2 separate regions of the Rattus norvegicus genome follow, and region 2 is linked to region 1. A link is a contact called in public Hi-C data. All regions are on one chromosome and are shown on one strand. Each heading gives the region's core, a stretch centred on a gene start, on an enhancer-like site or on the middle of the called end of the contact. The rest is flanking DNA. Distances are from core to core; before and after follow the strand shown.

Region 1 (5,600 bases), core at 2,752-5,251:
CCTTGGACTGGCTGAATGAATGATCTAAATCCCCTAGGGTCTGAGTCCAAGTGAGCAGGCAGCAAGCAGTATGTATTGAAACAACGCTAGATGCACACTAGAGCAGCGCTAGCCCAAAACGAGACTCAGGACAGAAGAGAGCAGTCAGAGGAAGCTTCCTAGAGAAGGAAGAGGCCCCAAGCCAGCTGACAAAGAACCAGGCTGGAAGGTGGTTGATTAAGTAAAGTGTGTGGTGGGCACAAGAGGAAAAACCATGGGGTGGAGGAGACAAAGTACCAGGCCAGGAGGCGGGGGAAGAAGAGGAACGTGGAGGGCATGGAGGTCCCATGGAGGCAAACCCTGGTGATCCAGGTATTCAGAGATCTATGCTGCCTCCCTGCAGCAGATAGACCACTGATGTCCTGAAGAGAGAAGGCCACCGGAGTGCTATAAACGTAACAGAGCCAAGTGAAAGAGACCCCCTCCTTAAGTGGCCTCCCCAGAGCAAACATGGAGTCTGTCAGCTGGCATGGTACCCTTGTGAACTCTTCTTAACTGTAGCCACTTCAACTCCATAGGTCCCTTCTCAGGATCAATAATTAGTGAGTAGACCTAATTAGCTTACTTAAACCCAACGCGGCTTCCAGGTATTGGAGCGCAAAGTACATTCTATCCTGCCCACTCAAGAGGGCACAACAAAGCAGGTAGTCAGTATCTCTCCATGATCACCAATGCCCAAGAGATTGCCAGGCCTGGTGTAGTGGTGCATTCTTTTAATCTCAGCACGTGGGAGGTAGGGACAGGGAGGTCTCTGAGAATTCCAGGTCAGCCTGGGCTATGTAGCAAGTTCTATCCAGTCAGGGTTACAGTCAGACCCTGTCTCAAAATAAAAATTTTTTAAAAAATCAATAAATAAAAGGTTTCCCATTATGCTCCCCTAGAACCAATAGCCCAGCTAGCATAACTCAAGATGGGAGGGGACCTCTGAGTCCTGAAGGTTTACCAGGAAGCCATGTTGTGGCCTTCAAGGATCAGGGGATACCAGAGGCCAGTGAGCTGGACATGCTGTGGCACACCGAAAATGGGGAGGAAGAAAACGGTCTCTCGTTCCTTGCCAAATGGATCCAGGTGTCCGGGGAAACCAGACGGGCACCCACTATCACCCCAGAAAGCCCACACACAGGTCCCACGGAAGTAAGCAAGACCGCAGGGCAGCTGAGGTAAGTCCTTTGAATTCACCATTTCTTTAGAAAGATGTCCAGGCACAAGCTAGTTTAAGCCACTTACTGCCAGGAGACCTGGGCTACATCTAGGGCACATCTGTGGTACACTCTAAGCTTTAACTGTTGGCTACAGATCAGAGGTGGCAGGCCACTCCACAAATTGTGCCTAGCCCAAGGCAGCCCAAGAAAGAAAGGGCAGTTGTGATTTCTTCTGTGTTCCAGTCACCACAAACCAGAGTGACACCACCTCCCCCCATATTAGAAATGTGAGCTTCCTGTAGCACAGAGCAAGCACCTAGAGAGAAAAGTCTCTCCCCAGACCCTGCACAGACAGCTCTGGAAACAACCTGAGGTTCAGGGAGCACCTGCTTTGTAGAGACCATGGGACAGCAGACAGCCTACACAAGATGACAAGCAAGAGCATAGACCTGTGCTGGTGTCATTAATCCCGGCTGTTAAACCCTAGAAGTCTCCAGGTTCCAGGGGTTGAACCCTGAAACCTGCTGAAGCCAGCACCCTTCATCCCATCCGGACCAAACCACAGGGACCAGCTCCTCCCAATATCCCTGCCAATCAGTCTCACCCTCTTAACCCAACCCCACCCCCAATCCCCTCAAGCCTCCAGGCCCAGCAACAGAACCTGCCAGAAGCAAGCCATCTTAGCCTCTAGTTCAGTGAAGGCCCATAGGGAGAAGGGGAGTCAAGAACCAGCTATGTGTAAGAATTGCCCCCTTCCCTTTCTCTAGCCAGGAAAGAGGTTAAGAACTCCTCAGCCTCCCAGCCCCAACTTTGGGGAGGAGGGTCACACTTCCAGATCTGTGAAAGACCTCCCTACAGCAATCATTTAAGCGTGCCACTTGGGCACACTGTCACTCAGGTTTTGCAGGGCTCCAGCTGCAAGAGAGACCCCGAAGCTCTCTGGCTCTCTGGGCTGGTGGGGTATTGCTATTAAGTATGAGAACAACACCCTCTCTTTCCCTCCAGGGTCTCTCCTTTGTCAAACGGGAAACGGGCTGGCCTCATCTCTATGGGAAGGCAGACACAGCCAAAGGGCAGAGGCTTTGGGGGGAGGGGTGAAACCAGCCAGAATATTAGGATTAGTGACTCTCACAGAGTCACCGCATTTCCCACAGTAGTCCTAGAAGAGAATTCCCGGCGTCCACTAGGAGTTTCGAAGTGGGCGGGTCGCACCTGTACAGTACCCGGCTGAACCAGAGCTGCCTAACTCTTCTCTCCGCCTCCCAAATCCCTTTAAAGAGCGATCGGGCCGGGGATCCAGGACCCCCGAAGGGCGGGCCACATGCCTCGAATTTGCTTAACTCTCCGCCAAGTTCCCTTCAAGGGGCCAAGAAAAGCAGCTTCAGCAAGCAGAGCGGACATTTTCCTGCCCTGCCCTGCCCTGCCCTGCCCTGCGGCCACACGCGTGCCTCGGCCTCCACAAAGGCTACACTGGAGCGACGACCGAAATGGGGGAGGTGAGGAGGCGAAGGGTACTCTAGCCCAGAACCCCTGCAGGAAGGCCTCGGAGGCAGCTGGTCCTGGGCTGGGGTCCGGGAGGAGGCGCAGGCCAGAGAGGGGGCGGCGCCGGGCCCTCCAGCTCCCTTCGACAGGAGCACCCGGCCGGGCCCGGCCCCTCCGCGGAGCTGCGGGTAAACGTAGCCACGACTCCATCTCATCCTCCACTGGCTCCAGTTCATCCTCCACGGGCTCCGGCCGCCCGGCGCGCAGCCCGAGGACACGGCCCCCAGCGTGGCACGCGCCGGGTTGGAAGGGACACTCAGGGACCCCGGCCTGGGCACGAGACTGCATCGCTGGGCTCCACACCGAAGCTGGAGTCGCCCTCCACCAGGCAGCCGTAGACTGGGGAGCCGGCGAACAAAACGATCCCCGCGGCGGTGGTGGCGCGCCCTAGGCTTGGGGGACTTTAGCCAACTTCGCGCCTTCGGGGACCGCCGCTCTCTAGAGCGGGAAGCGGAGACCGGGATGTGCCCTGCTCTGCACTGACCCCTGAGTCAGCCGCTCCGGCCAGGGTGGGACCTGGGCCTCCTAAGGCCCGCGCTCCAGTCAATGCGCCCTTCAGGTCGCACACTCAATTCCCTCCTGCAGTGCCGGGACTCTCACCTGGGACATCTGCGGCCGGAAGTTGATGTCCTTAAGGTCGATGGAGCCGGGGGAGAGGTTGTGCAGCAGCTGGCACAGAAGGACGCCGTCGCGCAGCGCCTGCGCCAGGTCGAAGACCACCGCCGAGGGCCACACGACGCGGTGGTTGGGCGGCAGGACCTTGCAGTCAATGAGCCAGCGGCCGCATTGCCGCCACTGCTCCATGGCGCCCGCGGCGCCCGTGCGCTCGCCGCCGCGGCCGCTGGGCCAGCTGGCTCAGGGCAGCGCTCCGGCCAAAGTGCGGTGACCGCGGAGCATCCCGACCGCCCGCGCGGGGCTCGGCCGCCGGGGCGGGGCTTCGCGCAGGCGGCCCCGGGTCCCCGCTGCGCGGCCACACGGCCCTCCTCTTCCTCCTCCTCCTCCTCGGGCTACTAGCGGGCCGCGGCTCCCGCCCACGTGCGGCCACTAGGCGCTCTCGGGGCAGTGTGCCGGGTCCCCCCTTCACACACACAAGTGCGCTCGGGCTCCGGCCCGGGCTCCACACCTCCTGCCGCCGCAGCGCTCTTCGATCCGCCCCTCTGGGCGCCGCATTCTGCGTTCGGGGCGCCCCGCTCCGGCCGCCGCTCCTGCCCCACCCGAGACAAAGGCGCAGCGGGTCGCTCGGTCCCTGCGTCCGGCGCCTGAGCTACTCGCCCCACCGTCGCTTTGTTCGCCGGGCCCGCGGGCTCTACGCTACTCGCGGGGCACTGGGACTCCGAGGCTCCGCGGCTCCAGGCGCTGGGGGTGCAGGGGGCGCGGCCATGGCCGGGCGGGGCCGGGGGCGGAGCTGGCACCTTCACCCGGCACCTCCCCGGCGACCCAAGCACCGCCTCCAGCCCGTCCTCCCACTTCCTGCCCCTGGGCCGCCAGCGAAAGTTGAGGAAGGCGGGGCTCCTGAGCAGGCTCCCGGCCGGCGACTTTCCCTTAGGTGCACGTGGAGGCTGGAGGTCTTTCTTGCGGAGCGATGAGGCCGCCGCACCCCTGAAGAGACTAGAAGGTGGCCGCTGTAACGCTGGGTGCCCTTGTAGGGTCCTTTGGTAAAGACAGACCCCGGAACGCGTACCAGACTGGCCTACACACCCCTATGGACGTATCAATCGGATTGATGGGCTCAGGTCTTCCAGAGCCCACTTCCAGTCTTCTGTCCTTGCCAGGGTCCGCAAGATAACGGAGAGAAAATCCTTCACAGGCAGCCCCCTTGATTGTCTAATGGGAGGTGCTGGAGGGATGGACAGTGTTGTGTCCTGAGGACATTGTGACAGTGAGTGGGACTTCAAAAGCATAAATAACTGATTTTGCGATTGAAATTAGTTTACTCTGGACTGTGTATCAGAAGCTGTGGGTTCTTGGTAAAGGGAACCCCATAAAGCCAAGCCTTTTCTGAGATTAGTGTCATGAAAAGGATCTGGAAGAAAGGAAAGTGACCAGTCGATCTTTTGTGCACAGCGTTGTGTCAGCCCCTGCCTCTCCCAGTTTACCTGGTCCAGGGAAGGATGACAGGCCATACCTCAACGCACACACTAAGTCTATCCCCTGCACCCAGGGGAGTCCCTCCCAAAAAGGCCTCTCTCCAGGAAGCCTCTCACCCCTTCCCCACCTAAGGAGGAAATCAGGAGAGGAGCCAGGTGAAGCCAGGCTCAATGACAGGTGAGCCTTCAGCTCCTGCCGCTTCACCTCGGAATAGCCTCAGAGGAAGGTCCTCCTGCAGAGACGGGGGTTATATCATCCAAAGCACCGGGCCACAGGCAGACCCTCCAGCATCTCCCTAAGAGTCATTCAACACCATGCACCATAGTGGGAAAAGAAGGAAAGGATTTTGCAAAGCTGACAGCAAAGCGCCCAGCTAATGCTGCTGCATCCACGTCTTGGTGTCTGTACCTAGGGGGCTCTCTCACAGAAAAATGGACTCTGTCCTCCCACCCCTCAACCTTATAGCCTCATCAGAAACTCACCAAGACAAGACCAGGTCTGGGACGAACTAATTTTGCCATCCAATCTAGCGTTCATCTGCTGCCCCCTGGTGGTCGTGAGATCAATGGCATCAGCTGACACCCTAGATGCTCCAAAACAGGGGTCTGTCTTTGAGGGGCTGTGGTGCTTGGAGTTAGCATGTCAGTCTTCCAAGTCCGATGATCCATGCCTCCTGGCACCGGCAGAACTCTGTAGTACCCAAAATAATAGGAGAGATGGCTAAAGAAAAGCTGGGTAGTATTCCAGATATCTGTGGTGCATGTGTAGGTCAGAGTGCGTGAGCTCAAA
Region 2 (5,935 bases), core at 2,796-5,295, 320 kb after region 1:
TGGGAAGAGCGGGTGTCATTTCCAACACGTGAGTGGTGTAGCATCGTCTTTGATGGTCTGTGGGTTGGTAGGCTAAGTATGGATTGTGGTCAGCAGGTAGGTGAGGTGGGTGTTCTTTTCAATATTCGGGCCATCTCGAATGGGTATATAGGGCAGGGACTATCTTAGACAGTTGGGGACAGGCCCCTTAGTCTCTTCCTGCTCTGTTGGACATAGCCTGTGTGTAGGAAAAACATTAATGTGAAAAAGGCAGGCCCGACATATGGAGATGGCTGTCTGTGCAGTCCGGTGTCAGGGGGGTTGAGGCCACAGGCAGCCCTCTTCCTTTGTGAGCTGAGTATCCCTAAGTATAACAAAGACAGGTTACGGCACTGGTATGGTTCTATAGTGTGAACATTGGGCACACCTCAGCCATAAGCACCGTCGTCATCCCAGACCTGTGCCCTGATGTATCACTGAATAACTGGTGTTTCTGATCTGCTGCTACTCACGCCCCCAGTGGACCTGGGTCTGGAAGGCACCTCTGCACATGCCTGAGCTGCTTTTAACACACATGCTCAAAGGAGCAGGCTGCCTGGAGTGCAGACACATGCAAAGGCCGCCCGGCCCCAGCCAGTTACGCTTCTGCCATGCTTGCCTTACTTATGCCCACCAGCTGAGGGACTGCGACTGCCTGTCCTCTGTCTGGATGCCCAGCCTTGGTGTACAAGCTAAGGGCCCATGCCAAACCTCAGTGTCCTGGGGACCTGGATGTCAGTTGCTGCCAGCTGAGGTTGGGGGTTTAGGGATGGTGCAGGGCCGTAGGGCAGTGAATGGGAATGAGCAGGCCTATAGGAGGAAGTGGGGAGAGGGTGAGTCCCTGAGCTCCTGAAGTCAGAGGTGAGCAGAGCCACCCACCAGTACTCTGGGACAGTGAGGACAGTACACAGACTGAGCTCTTCCCAGGTAAAGGCCAAGTGGAGCACACAGGCAGGCCGTCTAAGTACAGAAAGGTTTGTTGCTGCGTGGGAGACAAAGGCTAACCTCAGCTCACTGCCAAGCTCTCTGCTACAAGCCTCTGACAAGCTAACATATGGGGCCGCTCCACAGGGGAAGGCATTAGGGCTTAGCCTTCCGGGGTCCAATTTTGGGAGGTAGAGCCAGATGCCAGCTTGCAGTGAAGTGATGTACTGGGGGCGTTATACTTCTGTCTTCTGGGGACGCTGGTTGGAAAGGTTCTAGCTTACCCTCATTGTCAAAGGGTGAAGTCTGACCCTTGGTGTCAGGGCTCCTCCTTGCTGCTGAGGTCAGAGAGACTCTGGTTCAAGTGGCTGACACCGGAGTGGAGCCTAGGATTCTTCCAGATTCCGCACATGTCGAGTGGGCTAAGGACATGTGAAGGCCCTTTGGAGGCATCTTGCTGAGGAAAGGTGATATCCGCTTATGGAAAATGACTTCTACCAAGAGGCTTTGTCCCAGGGAAAAGTCTAACCTGGAGCTAAAGGGAACAGCTATGAGTGCAGGGCAACCTGGGCTGGCCACACAGCAGGAGATCTTGTCTCAGCTCTCCTTAGGGTTCCTCCTCTGGGCTCAGATTCCCAAACAGCGCTGGGGTAGTGGAGGACACCATCCTCCACAGAACTGAGCTCATGGCGATGCTTCCTTCCTGTGGACGTGGCCAGGCCCAGTACATCCAGCTATTCCCGGTCTACCCTGGGCTTCATGAATCCAGTGGATCCTCCTTGGTGGGGCCCTGGTAAGGACGTGTCTAACTGGCACTTGCTTTCCCCGCAGGGTGCTAACGGAGCTGGTGTCGAAGATGCGTGACATGCAGATGGACAAGACGGAGCTGGGCTGCTTGCGCGCCATTGTCCTCTTCAACCCTGGTACGGCCCTGCCATCTCCTCTGTGGGCCTTCGGGGCCCAGCGTCCCCATCACAGAAGACACCAATCTCCTGCCTCCACTTGTCTGGAGACTTAATGGAGAGGCTCAAGTGGCACTCTATGAGACTGGAGTGTGCACTTGACATCAGTGCTCTCCGGCTGAGCCTCGCGGGCTCTGCTGTCCACAGTGGTCTTCCGTTAGAGTGAGCTCCCAGGATGGGGTTGGTGGTCAGTCCATCTTGTTAGGTGTCCCGAGGGTGGCTGACATGTCTCAAGCCTTGGTTTGAAGGGCGTTTGGGGGGGTCAGGGTGGAGTAGCCTCTTGAGGACAGCAAGCCCCTTGGTTGGCTCTGGAGCTTCAGTGTGCGGGGCCTCCAAGCTGCTGCTGCCACAAGGCTGAGGCAGTGTCTTCTGTGTGGGACGCTGCATGCGAGGCTGGAGTGTGAGCAGTGGCCCAGGCCCGTGCTCACAGCACTGGGTGGGTGGCAGATGCCACTGGTGGCCAGTTCACATGGGGATGGGAACGCATTAGCAGAGAGTGTGGGATTCTTGCTGAGAAGAAGCTCAGGGATTCAAGGGGTGGCCCATGGACTTGTGGATGCTCTGGCCAGGCTCTAGGAAGCGCTGGGCACTTGCTGCAGCAGGCATTCATGGGCTTCCGTATTTGAAAGTTCATCCCTGTCTGCCTAGGAAGGGGTTGAATGTGGGTTGGGAGCTTGGCTGATGGGGCTCACCAGCCCTGCCCATAGTGAGTAGAAGATATGGGGGGACAGGGACATAGGCTTCCACCCCAGATAGCTCACCAGGCTGTAATTCCTGAGCCAACCTCATAGTTTCCCAGGTTAGGTCTGAGTAGGAGGTATGGCGAACCAGGGACGCTTGGGCCTGGGGCCTCAAGGGGTAGGGAGGGGTAGTCCTGTCAGGACTGGGTCAGTTGAAGGTGTCTTATGTAGTCTAAGCTACCCCCAGCATTCTTACTGGCACAGTGGGCCCTGATGGTGTTGATGACTGTGGTTGTGGCTTTCCTGCAGCCTGTATTGTGGCCAGTGTCTAGGTTCTATGGAGGAGCCTCCCCGACTCATGGTGTGGGGAGATCCTCAGGGAAGGGCTTCCTGTCACTGGGGCCAGGGCCCAAGGGCAGTAAAAGCATTGGCCATGGCCACCTAGAGAAAGGTGGGGAAACTAAGTCCTCTAATGACAAGGTCACTTGACTTTCAAGTGGCCGAGTGGAGCACCCGTCCTCCTGGTTTCGGAGCTCTGGGTCTGCAGGGCAGCCATATCTACTTGTGTAGCATATGCCCTCTCTGCTGGGCTTGCATGTTTGTGGGAGGCGGTCTGGGGGCTCTGACCTGAGGCTGTTTTCCTCTGCAGACTCTAAGGGGCTCTCAAACCCTGCTGAGGTGGAGGCGCTGAGGGAGAAGGTGTATGCATCACTAGAAGCGTACTGCAAACACAAGTACCCTGAGCAGCCGGGCAGGTGAGCTCTACTCCGTCCCCGACAGCCCCCTGCCTCTACACTTGGGCTCAGCCACACCTCTCCAAAGCCCTTCGTATGCCACAGAACTATGCTGTCCTCCTCAAGACCACCCTGGGATGCTTTTTAGGCTTTGAGCAGGAGCGAGGCAGCCCTTGGACTCATGAGCTCTGAGGACAACTCACTTTCCCCTGTAGCCCGTTGAGAGAATCGATCCATTTCCTAGCGCACAGTAGGTCCTTGCTATTCATGACTTCTCTTCTTCACTTGTTCAGTGACCCGGAAATGCCAGCACAGTGCAGGTGCTTTTCAGTTGTTCAGAGTAGGTGTCTGAGGCTGGAGAAAGCATCGTGTCTGCTGGCCTAAGACTGTCATCTAGTCATGTCCAGGTCCAGGGTGCTGGGTGCACAGTCTAGTGTTAGGCACATAGTAGGTGTTCAGGAGGAATGGTGCATTCCAAGGATTCAGTTCTGCCTCTCCCCTTGCAGGCTCTCAGTGTGCAGACTATGTGTGAGAGGGGTAGTGTGAGACGGGCGGTCGGGCACACTAACCCGTCCGTTGCCTGGCACACACATGGTTAACTGTCCACACTGCTGTTTAGCCCTCATCTGGTTTGGTTTAAAGTGAAACTTCCCGGAGGAGGACAGGAGGGTGGCAGCAGCTTGTTTTTCCTGGCTTCCTGCCTTAGCCCATCTCGCCAGCTCAGCAGAAAACAGCCTGTTCTCTGGCGCCTCTCCAGCCGCCAAGCTTCGCCTGTGCCTTTAAACTGAGGACTGTGGGGCAGCCAGCCACAAGGCTTCCTCTCTGGAAATGAAAGACATTGTTAATAATTAATGAGGCCCAGAGCCCCCTCCACTATATAGGGAGGCCCCGAGCAGAGGTCACATGTGGGACCCCAGGTCCTGTCCCCGCACCACACTGTCCTCTCTTGTCTGTCCATCTCCCGTGAGTTCCTAGACTCCTTCCCCATGCCTGTCTGTCTTTTGCCCAGGAAACGCTCCAGGGGTAGAGGAACCCCAAGGCCTCTCCAGTCCTCCCCAGGGAAGTGCTCCTGCTGGAGCACGGAATTCCCCAGTCACTGCTGGCTCTCCCTTCAGCAGGGGTCTCCACCCTGTGGCTTGTCAGTCACCCCATGCGTATTACTAAGGCTGCCCACAGATCTTTCTGATGCATCTTCCAGGACACGCCCCACTGCCCCTATAGGCACAGCTGCTCTTGCAGAGGCCTCTCCAATGCACAGAGAGACACTCATGCCCTTGCCTGCTGACATCTCTGTTGAGGCTCTCCTTGCCCATGGAGCAAGCCCACACTTGTAACTGCTCTCCTAAACCCTGTTGGGCCTGTCCTGGCCAACAGTAGTCTTACCATTGGCTCTTCCTTTCATTTCAGGGCCTTATGTACCTACCTCACCTTACCGCACCCCTACCTCACCCCTGCTGCACCCCTGCTACATCCCTGCCACACCCCTGCCCCTTGTCCTCTTTTGTCTCCAAGGAGCCTCCTTTTTCTAGTTCCCCACTTCTTCCAGAAGGATCAACGTAGGCAGCTTCCTCTGCAGACCAGACTCAGGTCCCAGGCACTGGGCTCGGCTGGTCTCCAGGGAAGCTACGAGTCACCGAGTAGAGCAGGGAGCACTCCCCGCCTCCTGACCTGTCCTCACTCTCTACCATCCTGCAGGTTTGCCAAGCTGCTGCTCCGGCTGCCTGCACTGCGATCCATTGGGCTCAAGTGCCTGGAGCACCTGTTCTTCTTCAAGCTCATCGGGGATACACCCATCGACACTTTCCTCATGGAGATGCTGGAGGCCCCACATCAAACCACCTAGGCCCCGTCACCCATGTGCCGGTCCCTTGCCCCGCCTGGACACAGCTGCTCAGCTCCAGCCCTGTCCCTGCCCTTTCTGATGGCCTGTGTGGATCTTTGGGGTGCAGCGTCCCCATGGTCCCAAAAGATGCATCACCATCCTCGCCATCATCATTAATGCTTGCCTTTGGCCCAGGGCCGTGGCAGAGCTGGCGTGACACCTACCCAGCCCCCTGCCCTACACCAGGCTCTAAGGCTGGTCACCCTGAGGGTCTTGGGGTACTTCGTGGGGTCTTCAGCACCTGGAGCTGCAGGAGCTGGGAGAGGGGCTTGTTCTGGTTGCTGGTTGCTGTCGCTGGTTCTCGACATGCCCGCGTGGCACCTCTGTTTGGAGTACCCCATCTTTGCCCGTGCAGAGTCCTGGTACCCAGCTAAGGGTGGGAAAGGGAGCAGGTGGGGCAGGTCATATCCTCCTGGATCATAGCTAACCTTTAAGCCTGTTTCCAAAGATACCCTGGGCTATCACCCCGAGCAGGATTCTGGGACCACCTCAAGGCCGCGTGGGCTGGAGGTCCGCTGTCATGTTCCCCAGTTCCTTCTTATGTCATCGTTCTCCCGTCCTGTCTCACCAACCGGGGTTAGCCAACTGAGTAGCCTGCCTTTTCCCTATCACAGATCTTCCTTTCTGGTCTGCAAGGTGGCACCATGGGTCCTCCTGGAGGGCTGCCCTGGCTTACGTAGAATGGGGTTTCCACCTCAGTGGTCCTGTGGGACACTGGACATCCTGAGGCTCAGG

Evidence for each region. Hi-C and Micro-C count contacts between places; a contact is called where the count stands out from the background.
Region 2: a Hi-C map of frontal cortex shows a contact between it and region 1, with 2.5 times the contacts expected there. The contact joins the enhancer-like site here to the promoter of Vav2 in region 1. A contact is called at or near these places in 2 of 12 Hi-C or Micro-C datasets (frontal cortex and mammary epithelial cells).

Annotation. Positions count from the first base shown.
Region 1 is chr3:31,148,115-31,153,714 of GRCr8, forward strand. It overlaps Vav2 (vav guanine nucleotide exchange factor 2), which reads right to left and starts at 4,002. Exons shown (of 28, transcript NM_001106563.2): 1 at 3,324-4,002. The coding sequence starts at 3,527.
Region 2 is chr3:31,466,051-31,471,985 of GRCr8, forward strand. Rxra (retinoid X receptor alpha) reads left to right here. Exons shown (of 10, transcript NM_012805.3): 8 at 1,774-1,865; 9 at 3,234-3,339; 10 at 5,014-5,715. The coding sequence ends at 5,161. Among named protein-coding and RNA genes, the nearest start is that of Rxra, 81 kb to the left of the region's middle. Within about 2 kb of position 4,046, at least 60 of the 93 cell types and tissues checked have an H3K27ac peak or open chromatin away from gene starts, as enhancers often do.